Regions from separate parts of the Siniperca chuatsi genome. Here region 2 is linked to region 1. The links are chromatin contacts, called in public Hi-C maps. All regions are on one chromosome and are shown on one strand. The core of a region is the stretch at or near the end of the contact, and the rest is flanking DNA. Distances in the headings are between cores, read along the strand shown.

What was found. Hi-C and Micro-C count contacts between places; a contact is called where the count stands out from the background.
Region 2: a Hi-C map of skeletal muscle shows a contact between it and region 1, with 6 times the contacts expected there. The contact joins the promoter of LOC122885512 here to the enhancer-like site in region 1. A contact is called at or near these places in 2 of 3 Hi-C or Micro-C datasets (liver and skeletal muscle).

Annotation. Positions count from the first base shown.
Region 1 is chrLG12:15,698,356-15,705,377 of ASM2008510v1, reverse strand. It overlaps LOC122885512 (dedicator of cytokinesis protein 9-like), which reads left to right. Exons shown (of 55, transcript XM_044216713.1): 24 at 987-1,102; 25 at 1,586-1,655; 26 at 1,751-1,876; 27 at 1,979-2,050; 28 at 2,800-2,946; 29 at 3,083-3,166; 30 at 3,331-3,442; 31 at 4,589-4,767; 32 at 4,882-4,998; 33 at 5,789-5,900; 34 at 5,985-6,118. Among protein-coding and RNA genes, the nearest start is that of slc15a1a, 21 kb to the right of the region's middle. Within about 2 kb of position 4,822, the one cell type or tissue checked has an H3K27ac peak away from gene starts, as active enhancers do. A contact at or near this core is called in liver, where this site is marked.
Region 2 is chrLG12:15,766,953-15,773,234 of ASM2008510v1, reverse strand. It overlaps LOC122885512 (dedicator of cytokinesis protein 9-like), which reads left to right and starts at 4,735. Exons shown (of 55, transcript XM_044216713.1): 1 at 4,735-5,166. The coding sequence starts at 5,050. It overlaps LOC122885613 (FERM, ARHGEF and pleckstrin domain-containing protein 1-like), which reads left to right. Exons shown (of 27, transcript XM_044216928.1): 24 at 1,072-1,208; 25 at 2,301-2,408; 26 at 2,617-2,768; 27 at 2,856-4,075. The coding sequence ends at 2,937.

The DNA of each region.
Region 1 (7,022 bases), core at 3,573-6,072:
GTCCACATTGTTGACATACAGTCTACACTTCAGTGTTGGCATATACTGTATAACTGAGTGCACAGCCTCTGCAAAGATGAATAATACGAGGATTTGGAATTAAGTCTGAACAAAATGACATTTGATGACCTTTTTTTATACCTAAAGGGAAAGGTCATACATGTTTTCACAATTTAACTTCTCTGTATTAACTTGCAAGCTAACGGTAGCTCATACTCACCGTGAAAACGCAGACAGTCACATTTGGTTTTTGCTGAATCACATGGAGATTACTGTTTTACTTTGTGCTGTAGCTTGCCAACAGCGCATTCTTCTGGACAGTTTGTGCAGGGTTTTTTTTTTCTACGTTACTTGCAAAGATTAGGCAGATCCCAGTAAATCTGTCAAATGTCTACCCCTAGCTGGCATGATTCTATCTCCATTTCTTTCCTATGGTCCTGGTAGCTCAGTTATCACTTTTTCACTTTATCACTTGCTCTCTTGTTCCAGTTCACAGGAATCTCAGTTCACTCTTCCCTTGGTGGACATTGACATTGAGCACAAAACATTTGGTCTAATTCATCTCTTGGTTTCTAATGTAAACACATCAGTGAACACGAACAATGGCCAGAGGGTCAAACTGCAGGTCAGCCGAGCTGACTGGCAGATTGCCAAATGACTTGGCAGGGCTTGTGTTTGTTTCCTGTACGCAGGCAATGATGCACCAGTACCTACACTCTGCCATGTTTCAGGCAACTGAAGCATAAGGTGTGGGTGATTAGCACAATGTGGTTCACTCATGTCCTCCTCCTGTAGTTGTTGATGTTGTTGTTACTAAATTAGTTACGACACGTTATAATTTATTAGCCTCCTGTGCTCTTTGTTTGAGTGGTGAAGGAAGACAATGTCACTGTTTTCCACATTTATACTACTTATTATACGTGAAGAGCTATGCAGTCAAACTCTACATAAACATAAACATATCTCTGTAATGTTTTTACCCTCAGAGTCTGCATGCCATGGAGAGCCATGTGATGATCAAGTTCCTGCCCACCACCCTGAATCAGCTGTTTAGGGTGCTAACCAGTGCCACCCAAGAGGACGTGGCAGTCAACGTCACCAGGCAAGTTTCCCAAAGACGATCCTTGACTTTACAACAGTTTAAAATTCCAATAATTTCATATAAATTATGATAAACAAATTGGCATAGAATTGGAAATATCACATTTTCAGCATTTATATATACAAGTGAACCCTGTAGAAAGCTGCTTTTGATGTGAAATTTGTGGATTATTGTTTCCATAAAATATAACTATTTTAAAATTCTCGACTGTGAAAACCACTAAACTATTATTTATATATTTTGCCTGATGAAGGTCTGAGGTCCGAAACATCTTTAATAGAGTACAAGTGACCAACAGTGTGCGGGATGTTTTGATTTCACTGTCATAGAGAAGAACTTTGTAGTAACTATTTAAAATGATATTAAACATGGGTAGTGTTGTGGGTGAAGAATTTGTGTGTTAGAACTGCTAATAAATGAGGCCTCCAGCTGCCTGCAGAACCATTTCCTCACACGTTTTCCTTTTCCATTGTTTCCTTTTAGAGTCATGATTCACATTGTTGCCCAGTGCCATGAGGAGGGGCTGGAGCACTACCTGAGATCATATGTGAAGGTAAAATTCACATGCCACTTATCACAACTCACTGTCTGTATTTTGTGATTGTACTAAGGGATTCTCATAGTTCTCTCTGCATGTGTCTGATACAGTTTGTGTTCAAGGCTGAGCCATACACATCCTCCACCACCCGATCAGTACATGAGGAGTTGGCTAAAGCCATGACTGCCATCTTGAAGCCTTCCACTGACTTCCTCACAAGTAACAAGCTTCTCAAGGTAACATATTTGTACTTTTTTAAAGGATTACATGGTGTATGATTATAACTGACATGAATTTCCTCTTTATTGTTCTCTGATTGATGTTTGTCTGCCCTGCAGCACTCCTGGTATTTCTTTGAAGCGTTAGTCAAGTCCATGGCTCAGTACTTGATTGAGAGCGGTAAAGTGAAGGTAAGTGTGTTTGACTCAGGGGTGTCTGCTCGTGTCTGCTTTATTACAGCTTAGGTTTTTTTACTGTAGTTTGCAACATGCCAAGTCTTGTGGACAGCCACATTACCACAGTCAAGGTATTGTGTATCCACAGTCTGTCCCACACTGCTGTGCAGTTTAATTGGATGCATTTGTTCATACCCCATAAGCAACCACATCCCAGTGTTTAACCTCCACTGGCATAATGTGGAGGCCGCAGTGGAAGCAAGTAAATGCTACAGAAGAGAAGTCATACCAGTCTGGAAACTGTTTCGGTAACAGTACAAGGCTGGCAATGCTCTATATTTTTGTAATTGTCATCAAATTGTGTGAAAAGACCAAAACCAACAGTATGTTAGTCCATCTGTCAGTACTTCCCAACTTCCCTACACTTTGTATGGCTCTCAGTCCCATGCTCATTTGTTACTACTGAAGATGTAAATCTTTAAAAATGGGGCACAAATATATAGTTTCACGCAGGGCACTGCAGTCTTTAGCACACTTTACTCAAACAGGTGTATGTAGTACATTTGACTATTTTCAGCCACAGTAGAAGAATAAACAATATCAGGCTTTGGTTACACAAACAACACTTGTTATTCATTCATTGTTAGTTTTGGTCTTTTTGACCATAAGAAACATATAGAATCACTAGAAGACTCATCTTTTAATCTGGGGTTTAGTAATCTGTATAATAACATCTGTATAAACATCCATGCTATGCCCTACAGCTGTCCAGGAATCAGCGCTTCTCAGCATCCTTCCATCACACTGTGGAGACTCTGGTCAACATGATGATGCCACACATCACTCAGAAATACAAAGACAACCTGGATGCTGCCAGGAATGCCAACCACAGTTTGGCAGTCTTCATCAAGGTCAGGAGGTCACAGTTAACTGTATCTTACATGGTTTCGAGAGTGTTTAAAGTGTGTACGTGAAAACAATTGTATGTACTTGTTTATTTCTTTGCTATAAATAATGATAGAATTGCTTTTCCCCATCCTTCTGTAGCGCTGTTTCAACCTGATGGACAGAGGCTTTGTGTTCAAGCAGATCAACAACTATATCAACTGTTTTATGCCTGGAGACCCAAAGGTACACTGCAAACATTGACAGCATTTATACAAACAACAAAATGTGAAGTCTTGTAAGCACCCTGATGGAGAATATCAGGCTGTGTTCCAAATATGTTTTGAACAAGGATGTGTTTGAATGTTGTATTAAAGCTGTCTGTCGGTTTCTGTTGTTTCTAAATGCAGACGCTGTTTGAGTTCAGGTTTGAGTTCCTGCGAGTTGTGTGCAACCACGAGCACTACATCCCCTTAAACCTGCCCATGCCTTTTGGAAAGGGAAGGATACTGAGATTTCAAGGTGAGAAGATCATTAAATGTATCTCTTGATCAAGTACCAAGCATGATGGTAGCTTGCTTAAGTGCCAGTGTGCTGCCTGTGTTTGAACAGAAAATTTAAATCAAACCAAATTGCTTTACTGTCAAAGGCCAACACAAATAAAATAGTTCTGATTATTCTTCAACTCATACATAATAATGAAACTGTAATTAAATAGTAATTAAATAGGTTTTCTACTTTGTTTCTTTTTTGTGCTCCTCAATTAGCTTTATTATCTCCATGTGATACGGTGGAGTCGTACGATGCTCTAGTAGGTAGGTGCAAGGGTGTGCTGCTTGCATGTCTTCTCCAAAAAGAGCAGACTTCGATCTAATCATTCAGTCAAGACCAGAATTCAATCAGTTATCTTCCAATTTTGCTACATCCTGGTTGCTGTGGCATGATTACTCTATCCTTCTCAAGACATTGTACTGAAAGATTATACTGTTTATAATTTGTAGTCATGGATGTATAAAGAAGCTGAGATTGGATCTTTGTGTAGATGTGGGTGATTATGTGTACAAGTACCTTTTTCTGTCTGGAGCTGGTTTGGAGTTTATGACCTGATGAGAATGATACCAAAAGACACATTATTTTCTGTCAGTCCTAAGAAATCAGAACATTTTAATGCTTGCATGCTTGAAATGCAGGTTTTCAAAACATAAAAGTAGACAGAAGAATGTGTTTAATTTGATTACATTCATTTTGGGGAATCTTAGTGAGTGTGATTTGGGATTGCTTTACCTTGTCTTAAATAATGTTGGAAACCATCTGTGAACAGCTGCTGCTGTTCAATCATAAGCTTTAATCCTGTTTGTCTTTTTCTGCAATGATCACTGTTGATGTGGAACAGCCTCTGAGTCACATCGCCTGAATCTGTCAATTCCAAGCTTTTCTAGATATTTTTCTACTCTTTTCGAGATATTTGCATTGTTCGCCAGGTTTTAATGCCATCAACAATCTATATACTATCTGAGCTTTCCTGTTTTCTTGTTATTCATTTCTTTGTGTCAGACTGACATTAAATTATTTATTCTCGTTGTTTGGTGCTGTTTGTCCTTTCACACCTTTCACTTACCTCTCTGTCAGCCAATCCTAATCTCTTCGTCCTCCTCTTCCTCCCCTCAGACCTCCAACTGGATTACTCGCTGACCGATGACTTCTGTAAGAACCACTTCCTGGTCGGGCTGCTGCTCAGGGAGGTCAGTACAGCTCTGCAGGAGTTCAGGGAGGTTCGTCAGATAGCCATCCAGGTGCTGAAGAGTCTGATGATAAAACACACATTTGATGACCGCTACACCTCCAAAGTAAGCAGTGCCTTCTTGCATTTCCACTGCACTTCAGTATCTGATGTGTGTGTGTGTGTGTGTGTGTGTGTGTGTGTGTGTGTAATTCTGTTGAGAGATTTATTTGTTTTTCAGAGCCAGCAGGCCAGGTTGGCCACCCTCTACTTGCCCTTGTTTGGTCTGCTCCAAGAGAATGTCAACAGGCTGAATGTGAAGGAAGTATCCCCGTTCCCTATCAACCACTCCAACAATGTAAGGGAGCCACCTAGTGGCCTCTTTTTAATATTTTATCTACCATACATAGCTGTCATTCATATCATAAACCAACAAAAACATCAAAACATAACACAACCCTACCTCTTGACATCTATACACACATCCACACCTTAAAAAACAAACATACACAAAGAGAAGGAGGCCAAAACGGAAAAGGGTGCTGCAGCAGTCTTAGATGTTCTTAGTTATGAAAAGTTATCCTGTACATCCCATTGTTTGATTTTACACATGGGCCCATACAAAAATGAATGAAATGAATGAAAAATGTGATATGCATCCATACATATATGCATATAGTGTAATACAGTGCATTCAGTTCTTTTCATAAGCAAATATTAATAAACAGTATTAAACACTCAGGTCTTTTGAAGTGGTACTAGGCTGTCCACTCAAGTAGGCAAGACATGGACTCCATATATCTAACAACTTTTTTATTCAATTTTTTCAGCCAGGACTAAAACTGTGGTATGGATTCTTTATTACAAAACATAAGAATGAATTTCTTAGCTATTACCATTCCATACTGAATTAATACAATCTTAAGAAAAGTCACAATCTGCTCATTTGAATGACCAACCTGAGATTGTAATTTCTGTATCTGGGGTGATGGGGGTGAATTCCATATCAAACTAGGACTGGAGCACCTCTGACCAAAATGTTTGGAGTTTCATAAGACCTGCACCTCACACACAGCTAGTGGCTTTCATAAGTACATACAGCCCTGTAAAGGATGTGGATTTGTGTCCATTAAACTGTTTTTCATCAGAATGGAAGAGAAGATTCACTTCTTACCAACGCTTTGATGACACCTCCGAGGTCGAGCACCTTTCTGGACACCAGCTTGCACAAAGATGTTTTTGGAGTCATCTCTGGCACCTGTGAGTGGAAAGATGATGCTGAAAAATGGGGAGGGGGGGAATTTGTTTTAATTTTAATATAAAACTGCTCCTTTTTTTTGACAGCTTCACCTCACACGTCATCAACCCCCAACATTAACTCTGTGCGCCATGCAGACTCTCGCGGCTCACTCATCAGCACTGATTCTGGCAATAGCCTGCCTGAGAAGAACAATGACAAGGGCAACTCTCTGGACAAGGTACATCTCAGAAAGTGCTGCAATATGCCTGTAAAGTAATTTCATACAACATTTATTAGAAATCAAATTGAGGCTTCCTTTGACATGTATATATAACATCCATTTCAGTGTGCCTCAGGCATATCAGAGGTCCCCTTGTTATGACAAAAGTACCTCAGAAAGTCACCCCTTGTTAACTTGTACTATTAACTTCCCCACCTTAACTGTACGGCTGGCCGTGGCAGACGGAGAAGTTTGTACGGAGACACTCTGTCAATGTCCTGCGCTTCTTTACGGAGACTGAGGAGTCCATGCTCTCCGTGCGCACCAAGCGTGTCACCATGGACTTCTCCCAGCTCTCTGTCCCCTCTGAGCCAGAGAGTGCCCTGCAGCCCAGCATTTCACTTCAAGTACAAAACGCCTCCTTCCTTCACACAGTCCTCTTCCCCCCCATAGGAGTGTCCCATCTGGGAATGTTAGAAAGTGTGTGAGAGTGTCCTAGTGTCCTAAACCCTAAGCCCTTTCTTTGCCAGATGATTCTCAGGCTTTGGTCTGTTTGTTCTCTGGTGCCATAAAGCAGATCTGCTGTACCACAGGGCCTCACAGGGTTTGTCTCTACTCTTTTTCCAGATGTTAATAAGCATGCATGCCTAAAGGGATTTCTCCCTTTTAAGTTCCTCTCACGTGTGCTGTGTCATTTTTGCTTTCACTGATAAACAGCCTCAAGCTAAATCTGAGAAGAAGTCCATTAAACACAAAGGATTGGATTTTCATTTTCATTTCATTGTCTGTGCTGTTGTGTGTTTCATCTTCTGTTGGAGCTGATTTTATTTGTGATGTGTGGTAGTTTTTATCACAATGTAACAGCATAAGGAGAAAAGGAGCACACTTAACTGTATAAGTAATTGGCATTTACTATCAACCC
Region 2 (6,282 bases), core at 3,486-5,985, 68 kb before region 1:
AAAGTGATGCTATGAGAGCAGTGGGAGTGAACCATAACAGTAAAGCTGTGGGCCGGACAGCTTAACAATGAGCAGAGAGACACACTATAAAGCTCAGTAAAGCCGAGTGGAGCTGCAGATTCGGGTAATAATTCTCTGTAGGTTCATCACTACACCCCTTTGACATTGTCACAGTGTTTTCACATTATTTGGTGCATTATTATAAAAAATATCAATTATAGGCATTTAAAATATTTAAAATCATACAATGGTTACATCTATGTTTGCTAGTTAACATTCTTATTAACCTCCAATGCCTTGTTGATTAGTAGAATAGCGTGAAACCAATGGCAGGATACGAATCGTGGTGCCTATATGCTCGCACGCATGCATGTGCATCCTCATAAGCATGCTCGGGACAAACAAAACGGGGACCCACTTGTAAAAACAGAGCTTCTAATGGACAAAAACTCCACATGGTACCTTTAAACAGGTCTCGTCCTTTTAAAAAAAAAAAAAAAAAAGTATTTTTCCACACAAACTGTTGAAAACTGCAAATAATGGGACTTAGGGATTTTGCACCAGTATTGTTTGAGCTGTTTTTATATCAGATAAATGTTTACTTTAAGTCATTGTATGTTAAAGCTGTTTATTTGCTCTATTTTCAGCCTCAGTGAGGATACTGTTCCTACCCTCTTTTGGCTAACAGTAAACTGTGGCTTTCCTGTGTGGTTCTGTCCTTTTTCTCCTCTTCTGGCACTTGAAATCTCTGATCGTCTATAGAGAGAGAGCAGTACGTAGATGTGCTAAACGTCCTCATCTCACACTAACAGAACGGATCCTGTTTTGGGATGTAGCCTCTCTACAACCCATCTGTGCCCTGATCTGGTTCTGCTCTTTCTCTGTAGTTGTAACAACATCCTCTTCACAGCTTTGCCTGGACACACCGTCGACCTTCGTGTTTATCCCTGCCACTGCATGCCTGTGTTTCACCTACTCAGTCTCTGTGTTTCTGTCTTTCCCTCCCTGTCTGTTTTTTTTTCTCTCTCTGTCTCTCTTTTCCCCATGTGTCTGTACGTTCCTCCATGGTAGAGGACCCTAGTCCACTCAGTGAGAATAAGGCCCCCCTGGTGGGGCCCGCCAGTGGCCAGGGACCAGTGCCACTGTCTGTTATCTGCTGGTACCGTGTTCAAAGCCTCTCCTTTAGTGAATCCTGCAGGAGTCTAGAGGTAAAGGAGCAAGGCAGACAGGAGAGGCCCTGTGTATGTGTTTACTTGAACTGTATCATAGGAAGAAAAGTTAGAAAGTTAGAAAACTATGGAATAGAAGTTGCTGTGGTGCCTCATATTGTACAGATCAGTGACACATTGATTGGTTTTACAGAAACTTGTGATTCACAGCTGATAATCCTAAATGAAATTCACAATAGAAGCACTATGATCATTAAACATAATGTAACAGAAGAGCCAGAAACTGTTGCATATTGTTCTCAGCTCAGATCCTGTTTTATAATTACTTAATCTTTTAAACTATTACAGGATTTTTTTTATAAAATTGCTCAGTAACAATAGATTTACAGTTTATTTGAAAGTACAAAAGAAGCACAGTTAAACAAATAAGGCCGGCCATATTCTATATTTCTGTTGTCAATAAATGCCATGAAATGACCAAAACTAACAATGTGTCCGTCTCTCAACACTTTCTGACTTCAGAAAGTCAGCCTATTTGTTCCTTCTGAAGACATAAATCTTTAAAATCAGGTCATAAATTTATGGTTTCATTTTTATAAAAGCCTCAGTAATTTCCTAAAACAACTGGGCACTATGGTTTTTAGCAAATGTTTCTCAAACAGGAGTAAATGGTGTATTTGTGGGGGACTATTTTCAGCTGTGGATTAATACACATATGGTGCTCTAGTGAGTATTTAGAGCAGCAGGACGGTGTTTGTGGAATTGACTCCAAATAAACTACAGTGGTCATGTTCATTGTAATGAAGGAACATGTCACTCATTGCAACAGTGTGGCTCATAGATGTGTTTTGAATAGTTTTTGGACAACAATGGAGGACTGTGGCACAGAGGAATAAGATATATCAGGCTTTGGACACAGACAATACTTGTTAGTAGGATCAGCTCACTGTTGGTTTTGGGATTTTCAGTGGATTGGTTAACAATAAGAAACATTTAGAATATCACCAGACTTATCCTTTAATTTCATGAATCCTTCTTCCACATTTTTAATCAAAAATCTAAGTACTGTACACTACTAGTGGTCTTATATATTATGTAGTTTTGGATTTCAAACTTTTTTTGTCTTTGTAGAATCAGCTGTCAGGAAACTTACTGAGGAAGTTCAAGAACAGCAACGGCTGGCAGAAGCTCTGGGTGGTCTTCACCAACTTCAGCCTGTTTTTCTATAAGTCTCACCAGGTGATGAACATTCACTCTCAACTCTGTTTGTCCAGTGAACGCATCGCTGGATATGTTGCATAGTTTTCTGCTGTACTGTTTTGTTTGGAGTAATTGATATTTTTTAAATTATCTGTTTAATTTTCTTTTTCTTTTATCCCAAATTGTTTTTGTAATTATTTACATACCAAAATGCATTTTTCAATGTCAATTTAAATGTTTTCCTCAGGATGATTATCCACTGGCCAGCCTTCCTCTGCTGGGTTACTCAGTCACCATCCCCTCAGAGTCTGAAAACATCCACAAGGACTATGTCTTCAAACTGCATTTCAAGTCCCACGTCTACTATTTTCGATCGGAGAGTGAATACACTTTTGAGAGGTAGAGACTGTAATCATCCAGATGCACATTTACTAAATGGTTTCAGTGGTTCAGAGGACTGATTAAAAAGCCTTTCTTTGCCCGCAGATGGATGGAGGTCATCCGCAGCGCCACGGTCCCCTCCAGTGGCACTCGTGTCCTGAACAGCAAAGAGTCCCATCCTCACTGAGTTGGCTCACCTTGTTTCCACACGCTGTCTCCCTCGGGTGGCATCTGCCCCTCCTGTCCCGCTAGACTCTTTGCTTTTCTTCTCTACACATATCTGGGACATTTGTACATGTGTCCATGCACATTTGGTGCTTTTTAATGCTTTAATGGTGACATGTCCGCTGGTTTAGACTGCATCAGAGACTGCATTTTTTGGCATTTTTACTCTCAACTCTGAAACCTCTTTTTAAGGATGTCATTTTATACTGTTTTCTAATGGTCTGAACCACTTCCTATCTTTCTGGTTTTACATTTTGTCATTGGTTGTTTCTACAGCAGGAACAGGTTGATATAGATATTCAGCATTCTTTCTTAGATGGTTAAACTATCACTGCATTGTCATAATGTTTTGTCTACTTTGCCATTTTATTGAAAACTGCTGCTTTGAAAATGTCCTGCAACTTCAGTGCCAAACTGGTTTATATCAATGTCCTGGACTTTTTAATGCTACTTTGTTACATTGGGGATGAGGAGTGTCTCCTGTACTGTATACCATGAAATTTTAAATCATGTAAAACAGGCCACCCTTTAACGGTCAAAGCTCTGTTCACACCTGGCCCAGCACAATGTGTTCTTGTTTTTTTTTAAAAAGGTGATGAAAATATGAAATTATTTTGTTGTATCATTGACATATCCCTAGAATTGATCACAATATGACATGGGGTAGCTGCCATCACAGATTAACGCCATTTCAAATAAAGTAAATATTCTATTTGCTGATCTTCGTCGTATGAATACAACTCAGACTGTTTTACTTTTTTTAATTAACTAAAGTTCCCCTTCAGCTGTATGAGAACATGTGAAACATGTTCATAATCATTGTATTATGAAGGTGAGTGTAATTGAAAGCTTTAAAGATTATGTGTGAAACAAAACAGAAACTTTCAGTTCCAAGCGCCGTTGCCCTCACTGAACTAGGCTGCCTCCTGTATACAGATACCAGATCTTTTTATGGGTCTAAATGAATGGAAATATGCATTTGACAGGGTTTTGCAGTGAAGCGAATTAAATGGAAAACCTCAGTTCTGCTTAGAATTGCAGTGTTTTTTTCAGAGAGCTCTTTGGAAATGAAAGCAATAAAAAAAACTTACTCAAACTTAGATTTGTGTCACTTGTGGGATTTTTTTAAGCTTGAGAAGCAGCAGTGATGTTTTCTCTAGGGAATTTACTGTTGCTCAGCACATGTTCTGTGTGTTTCCAGCTGTGACCTACAGATGGCATCACTGATCAAGACTTTAGGTTCAGTCAAGACATAACTACAGTGTTTATATATTGGTGTATAATAATACAAGCAATATAAAGCACTGTTCCAAAGGCTTTTTTCTTTTTGCAGTGAGTGCACTCCTGCCAAAATATTAATTCATGTCATTTATAAATTCTTCTAAATATGCATTTAGCTCCTCAAACAATGACATATCATCCTCTGGTATCAGAAATGTATGTCCTATAGCATCAAAGTTCACTTTTGATTAACAAAAAGTCTTAGTAGTGAGTCTAATCCGATCTCTTGTAACAAATGGTATATATAATGTCAGTGAACCAGCTTTATTTAATCGATATTAACCTACTTTAACATTATGTTTATTCAGATGTCAAGAGGGACAAAGGTAATATCCAGAGTTGGGCTTTTCTTGGTAATGGGAAAACATTGTTTCAGTCATTCATACTGTAGATGCTCGCTGTCCAAAGTCCAGGCCCAGCAGCTCACGCACAGCCAGGAGTGGGCTGGCCTTTAAACCGGTAAGGGGAGGAGTGCGCCGAGGAGGCAACCAGATTATATACCTCCTGTCTGGCGCTGGACGGCCAATGAAACACTTCTCAAGGGGATACTTTATTATGGCAACAATAAATACGATGGGAGAAGGCAGGGCGCCGGAATAATGCAACACACGTTGACTTTTAAAAGCGACAAATATGAGGGCGTGAATCAACGCCACAACATGAGCCAGCTTCAAAGTCGTGGTGCGCACTAGCAGGGATCGGAGAAACGGAGAAACCGGCGATGATTTCCCTCTAAACTTTGCTTATATAACTTGTGGATTGAACGGTCATTGATGCAAAGTGGTGCGCAAGGATGGCTACTCCAACGCATCCGGAGACCAGGAGATTTACGCGGGGTCTGGGTAAACCTGGCACGGCGGCTGAACTCAGGCAAAGTGTCTCTGAGGTGGTGAGGACGTCCGTGCTGATTGTAAGTACACACCTAAACTCCCCCCCCCCCCTCCTCTTCCTCCTCTTCCTCCTTTTCCTCCTTAATACCACCTCGGTCAGTGTCATCATGTCTGTTTAAACCGCTGCGGACCTGGGAATCACCTGAGCCCATTTTCAGTACAGAGTCGACTGACTTTAGATCAGTTGGGTGGGCGCACATGTGGGCTTTCTGGGTGAAAAACTACGTCATATTATGAGTGCGTGACCCTGACCTACAAAGGTGAGAAGGAGAGAGTGTTTTGGAGAGAATGAATGAGGTGGTGTTTGTGTGACAGGAACAGAAAGATTTAGTAAAATTTGAGGTGGACTCTTGCATATATAGCACAAGACAACTATCTCTCTTGTTTGTATTTTATAGCACATTAACTTCACTTTCAGTGTCTTATTTCCTCAAGAGCCTGTAAAGAGACTGTACCTGATCAAGGTGTTTGTACTTGGTCAGGGCATCAGTTTATAGGGATGCACTGAGATGACATAATAGCTCCTTAAAAGGGAAAGCATGTGTCTTCAATTTTAATGCTCCAGACACATATAAAGTGACAGTGACATAATGCTGAAATAGACCGTCCACTTTGGAACATCTGGGTGACGAGGACCTGCAGTATACCTCCTCAGTATCAGTTTTCCACAGAGCTCAGGAGGAAAAAGGAGTCTACCCCTTTTGTTGTGTTCGAGTGTGTTGGGTGTTTGGTGCTCCGTCTGATTGTTCCAGCTTTCCTGGAAGAAGTTGCTAGGTAACCGAAACGGACACCGTCCAGGCTCTCTGTCAGGGAAATGGAATCCTGAGTCAGGATCCCAGACATCCAACCACACCTTCGTATTATTTATTCATTCTCACTCTGGTGCACTGCCAGAGACGCCTGAGTGAGAAGAGCAGAAGGAGATACAAGTATGCATGTTGGGAAATCAACATGTCTAAGGAGGACTGAACTAACTTGTAGAAACTCAGGCATCCGGCAGTTCATTTGTTGATAAACTTATGGGCAGATATATGCAGGGGCGGCTTTAGAAACTTTTGAATGGAGGGGACCAGACTGGGGGACAGTTTTAAAGGGCAGGGGCACATTTGTAAAATTAGTAAAATAGTGTTAAGACT